2 separate regions of the Mus musculus genome follow, and region 2 is linked to region 1. A link is a contact called in public Hi-C data. All regions are on one chromosome and are shown on one strand. Each heading gives the region's core, a stretch centred on a gene start, on an enhancer-like site or on the middle of the called end of the contact. The rest is flanking DNA. Distances are from core to core; before and after follow the strand shown. Region 1 has its middle 31 kb from the start of Tomm5. Region 2 overlaps Frmpd1 (FERM and PDZ domain containing 1).

Region 1 (2,853 bases), core at 134-2,633:
CACCTAGCAGGTGCACCCTTGCCTTCACCTGTGCACCTAGCAGGTGCACCCTTGCCTTCACCTGTGCACCTAGCAGGTGCACTCATGCCTTCACCTGTGCACTTAGCAGGTGCACCCTTGCCTCCACCTGCACTTAGCAGGTGCACCCTTGCCTTCACCTGTGCACTTAGCAGGTGCACCCTTGCCTTCACCTGTGCACCTAGCAGGTGCACCCATGCCTTCATCTGTGCACTTAGCAGGTGCACCCTTGCCTTCACCTGTGTACCTAGCAGGTGCACCCATGCCTTCACCTGTGCACCTAGCAGGTGCACCCTTACCTTCACCTGTGCACCTAGCAGGTGCACCCATGCCTTCACCTGAGCACCTAGCAGGTGCACTTGCTAGCACACTTGGCTCCTGGTGATGTCAGCGCTACGGCTGCTTCCATGGAGTTGCAGGCTCTGACCTGGAAGCAGAGTGACTGTCCTACTTCCATCCTGCCACTCTGTGCAGAAGGGGAGGAAGGCAGAATTGCAGTCTCATCTGGAAGCCTTTGGGGTCTTTTTTGCCAAGCACTCCCTTTGCTTAAGCAGCATTTGCCTAGTCTTAAGGGAAGCCACTCACAATCGCAATGGCCCTCCTTTCCAGCTACCCAGCTGCCTCCCCATCCTCTCCTTATTAAGGAATATGTCACAGAGCCCGTTCTTGGATGTGGGGAATGAAAGTGACAAGTGGATCTAGGAGCACTGGCTTTCCCCCTCCCTGCTGGGTAGCCAACAAACACATTCAGTCTTGCAAGCTAACCCATGAGACAGTATGGCAGGGCCGATGTGACTGCACCTGCCATCCCCGCAGAAACACATCTCTCCTTCCTTCCTCTCCCACAAACATTTCCTGAGAACCTGTTGCATCCCCTGCACCAGACCAGATCTAGGGACATAACAGGGACAAAAGCCTGGTCCTTCCCCCAGGGATCCTCTAGTCTGGTAGATAAATCAGTAAAATAAATATGTAATCAGCTTTCTCCTGGAATTCTAGCTACTTAGATGGCTAAGGCAGGAAGATCAGTTGATCCCAAGAGTTTGAGGCTGACCTGGACAACATATTGATACCTCATTTATAAAAATGTATGCATGCATACATAAGCATTTGATTGCAATACTGGGCTATGAACAGCACAGTAGCTACAAGTGAAGGAGCTACAAGGGACAGAAGATGAGGTGCAGAAAACATTTCCCTAAGGGAAAAATGAAGCCTTTCTTAGTCTTCCCTGATTGGAATAAAATTTATCCCCACTCCGACCTTAATTATAATTCAATTATAATTCTGGATCTGTGCTGGAGAGCCCTGGTGGCATCGTAGCCCTGGTGGCATCGTAGCCTGTATTAGTCACCTTGGGCTGGGCTTATCGTCTCCATTCCATTCAGTATAATTCACTTCATGTAAGCACTGTGCTAGGCTGAGCTGTGTGAAAGGCCAACGACAAAACAAAGCCAGTTCCAGGACCAGTTCCTTGGGGGAGGCAGACAGCAAGCTGTGGCCCAGAAGGCATGATTGATGGTCCAGGGCAGGATGCTGTGGGCACAGGTACAACCCTCAGAGGAGGCAGAGAGGAAGAGTGGCATCCCAGATGAGCATTGAACAAGGTTCCTGTAGTCAGAGACTAAATAAAACTTCACTAGGCTTCCTAGCAGACTCAAGAAGGCAAGAAGATAGGGAAGGAGTCAGACTGATGATGGAGGGAGCTTGCGGTAGAGCATCAGGGCTGGCGTATGGGATCCATGATATGACAGCACACGAGGAAGCCCCACATAGACTCATTCTGGTGGATAATGGGGGTTTTGATGCTGGTAGTATATCTGCATTTACTGTGTGGGCTGTGGGAGCAGAAAGTGGGTGACTTACAAGCCCAACTCTGTTTTGCATGGATTGTGACTTGGAACACAGCAGGGAGACTATTGAGGGGCCATCTCAATTATCCAGGTGTAAGGTGATTGTCCTCAGCTGTGAAAAACAGCAATAGGGACCAACTGTTGTTTTCCATAATACACAGTGCTGTTTCCTGCCTGGGTTTCATAAATGTTTGTGAAAAAGAAACCACATTAAGGAATCACTTTCAAAGTATGAATTTATGCTTTGCAGGTGTTTGATTCTTGCTGGTTGACCCCTGTCACCTAAGTCATCCAAGTTCAAGTCACAGGCCAACCCTGCCCAAGCCTGTCATTATCTCCCATTATGTGGCTACTTAGAAGAGGCCTGAGTTGCCTCATGTGCCATTTTAATTGGGCTGCAGCTGTCGGTGCGGACAGACTTGGTTTCCTTCCTGGAGCTGGCTGGGACGGCCCCACCCTGTCCTGCCAGCTCAACCATCTGGAGCATCACCCACAGGCTGAGAAGATTTCAGAACACGCCAGGCTCCAAGGCATGCAAAGAATGGGCCCTCCTGGGGAGTTCTAAAGTCAGAGGTCTTCTGGAACCCATCACAGAGCAACTGTCCAGTGACCTTAGGTCTCTCCAGGCAAGCACTTCTAGGAAGGACTGGAGGAGAGCATAAAGTTTAGGGGCTGCCCAAGTGTGACCAAGGGTTCTGGGTGAGGTCTGATCTTTATATAAGGAAGGATATTTATTAAATTTTATTTACTTGTGCTCATGAACACTGCCCCCACCCCAGTATATGTGTGTTGAGTCTGTGTGTGTGTGTGGGGGGGGGGGGGGTTAGAGGGACAACTTTCAGGAGTCTTTCCTTCCACTATGTAAGCTTCTAAAAGTTGAACTCAGGTAGGATCGTTGGCCGGCACCTATACCTGCTGAGGTATCTTGCTGATCAGGATGGAATCTTTTGGTCAAGACAGCACTGGCAAGATGAACTCAGTG
Region 2 (2,853 bases), core at 125-2,624, 70 kb before region 1:
AAGAAGTATGCAACTGACTAGGTCAGATGTATGTACAAGGGAGGGAACAAACCCCATCCTGTATGGACTCCACAGATGGACTCTAGGTTAGCACCACCACTGGGGATGCTCAATGCTATGCGGGTGCACAAGTGCCCAGGAGCAGGGCTGAACGTCTGCAGGGACCGTCTGAGCACAGAGGTCTTTAGAGCCTGTGGTGTCTGGTGTCCCAGGCACTCAGTAGAAAGATTCTTTTCCTTTTCCACAGACACATTGGTTAGTATGAATATCTTCATTCTCATTAGTAGAAAAACTATTGACCACCACCTGGGAAAAATCTGACCATATTGTAGCACGTGGACTAAGATCTAGATCTGAGTTTTTACCGTGAAATGATTTATCATGTCACTGGGGCACCAGCAAATTTCCAAAACCCTCTGGGCACATCTGATACCATGAGCGCCAAAACCAAAATCCACAACTGCTTGGGAAATTTAGACTGAGGGCTCCCAGAGCAGTGGCTCATCACTCTAGTGGACTGAGCTGTGACTCCAGGGGTCTGTCTAGGAAGTGGGGTGGGCTCCCAGTCCTACCAGATCAAAGCCAGCCACAATCACAGCACAGTATATCAACAATGGCTTCCAGAGCCAGGCCCAAGGCATGCTTTTCAGGCCTGTGACCCATGGCCTGTGACACCAAGGTTTTGTTCTACCCCGAGGTTCCTTGTCTGAAGTCCATACCTTCCCACAGATGAGGTACTGGCCATAGCTTTAACTCTTTATTTTTGAGTCCACACCCTGGGGTTCAGACTCTAGTTTTCAACCATCTCTAGCTGAAGGGGGGAGGCCTCTAAGCCAGTGTGACCGTCCCACCAATGTCTAGCCACTCTTTCACCCATGCTGGGTATGATAGTGGGGACCCAGGTTACCTAGTCATGGCCCCTGCCTTAGAAGTCCTTCTGTTCTGGAGAAGGTGAAACACACTCTTAGCCAATACAGTTCAGAGTGTGGGGTCCTTAAGAAAAAGGGTGCAGCAGAACACATTCTGATGAGGAGTCTAAGAAGCACCTCCTTCAGGGCCAGCATGGGCTCATTTCTGCTTGAGGCCTGATTGCTGTCAGACAGCCAAGAGTGCCAGGTGCCATCTGCCAATCAGGACCCCGTGCAAGTTTCAGGTCAAAGGGTTACTCCAGTTGTCTTAATTAAGCCCTAATTAAGTATTCTGCCCGGAAACCTCCCTCTTGTAGAGCTGCACTGTTTACAGGGACCGATTCAGGGAATCGGGTCAGCTGTTGGGTGTCGGCAGCCGTTAGGAGCGGCACCGTCAGCTGTAGAGGGATGCTAGTGGGGTTCACGGATTCCACCCCCCCCCACCACAAGACTCAGAAATACAGAATGCCAGCCCTTGTGAAGCACTTGGCCCTGCCCCTAGCCTCAGCAGTGCCCAGCTTTGCCCATGGGGAGAAGGGAAGGGGCGTGTAACTAAAGGCCTGCCAGGCACTGTAGGAAAGAAAACCAGAATGACTGGCAGACGGTAGCCGAGTAACCAAGCCGCTGCACCCCTTGTCACTGAACTGTTAAATAAATACTACTAACCAGAAATCACGGAGCATTCCAGAAACTACTCTCAATACCAGCACTTTGATTTAATGTGGGCTGTAAACTATAGGCTATATACCTATATAACTATAATCTGCAAAACCATTGCCTTATAGAGGAACCAAACCCTCCCTTACACTGGGCATAGACAGGCAGGAAACACAAATTTGATCTAACGAGTAAGGTGTTTCCGGTTTGGGTGGTAAATCCTTGGAGTGTGTACTTTAATGTCTGTTTGTGCCACAAGGAGACCTCGTCTAAGGATGGGAGAGGTCTCTGGGGAGGGACGGCACAAAGATTCCCTGGAGAGTCAGAATGTGCCGAATGAAGGCACACTGGTCTGAGCAGCAGCAGGTACACACCCCAGGGTACCCCAATTCTACCCCTGCAGGAGCTTCTTCTTCCCATAACCACATCTCTCAGGTCTATTCACATCCCAAAGCCCTGCCACCTCCATTTAAGATTCTGATTGGAAGAAAAGTCAGAAGTTGGATTTATTCTGTCCTAAGTAGCCACTAGCAAGCACACACAGGGACAGGACCCTGGCACCTGCATCAACAGCAACAAAAGTCCCTGCCCGCTCTACTTCCCAAGCCCAGAGCCCAAGTTTAGGGGCATCCATCCGAGTTTGGGGGCCATAGGTATAGCCCAGTGGTTAGTGCCGGCTTAGCATGCATGAGGCCCTGGTATGAGCTCCAGTGTCGCTTAAACAAACAGAAAACAAAACAAAACAAAAACAACAGCAAAATCCAGCCACTCCCTGGCTCCCGTGAAAGGGCCTCCTTAAACCTCTCCTTCTTCTCAGACCACCACTGCACATGATCGAGCTGGCATGGCCTCGGAGGTGGGCCACTGCACCTGGCCCCCTGACCTTGGTGTTCCTCTCTCTCTCATCTATACCCCCATGTCATGGAATGATCGTCTTAAGATGTAAATCTGACTGTCACTCTCCTGCATAAAACTCTCTGTCACCCCATAACTTTTAGAGTGATTTGTGAGGTTCTCCCTGTGAGCCCTGGGCTTCTGTCTCAGCTCTGCTACTTCATTAGATGGCTGCCGGCGAGCAGATTAACTCCCCACTGATAAAGTGCTGATAAGAACAGCACCTGTCTCACAAGGCTGCCATGAGTTGAAGGGAGGAATTCGTGGAACTGTTCAGAACATGCTGTCCCTGGCCCAGAAGCGCAGCACAAATGGTAGCTGCTATAATCATTTCTAGGCTGTCAAGGCCCTAGCTGGTCAGGCTCTGTGTCTCTTCTCTCTCTTGTCTGTCTGA

What was found. A called contact is a pair of places that touch in the nucleus more often than the background predicts.
Region 2: a Hi-C map of the N1E-115 cell line shows a contact between it and region 1, with 2.1 times the contacts expected there. The contact joins two enhancer-like sites. A contact is called at or near these places in 3 of 484 Hi-C or Micro-C datasets (the G1E-ER4 cell line, the N1E-115 cell line and nephron progenitors), 2 of 115 datasets of contacts at active chromatin or transcription factors (embryonic stem cells and trophoblast stem cells) and 3 of 9 other capture datasets (adipose tissue, liver and pancreatic islet).

Annotation. Positions count from the first base shown.
Region 1 is chr4:45,137,286-45,140,138 of GRCm38.p6, reverse strand. No RefSeq gene overlaps it. Among named protein-coding and RNA genes, the nearest start is that of Tomm5, 31 kb to the right of the region's middle. Within about 2 kb of position 1,383, at least 15 of the 459 cell types and tissues checked have an H3K27ac peak or open chromatin away from gene starts, as enhancers often do. A contact at or near this core is called in the N1E-115 cell line, where this site is marked.
Region 2 is chr4:45,207,507-45,210,359 of GRCm38.p6, reverse strand. The region is part of intron 1 of Frmpd1 (FERM and PDZ domain containing 1); the gene reads right to left. Among named protein-coding and RNA genes, the nearest start is that of Frmpd1, 24 kb to the right of the region's middle. Within about 2 kb of position 1,374, at least 50 of the 459 cell types and tissues checked have an H3K27ac peak or open chromatin away from gene starts, as enhancers often do. A contact at or near this core is called in the N1E-115 cell line, where this site is marked.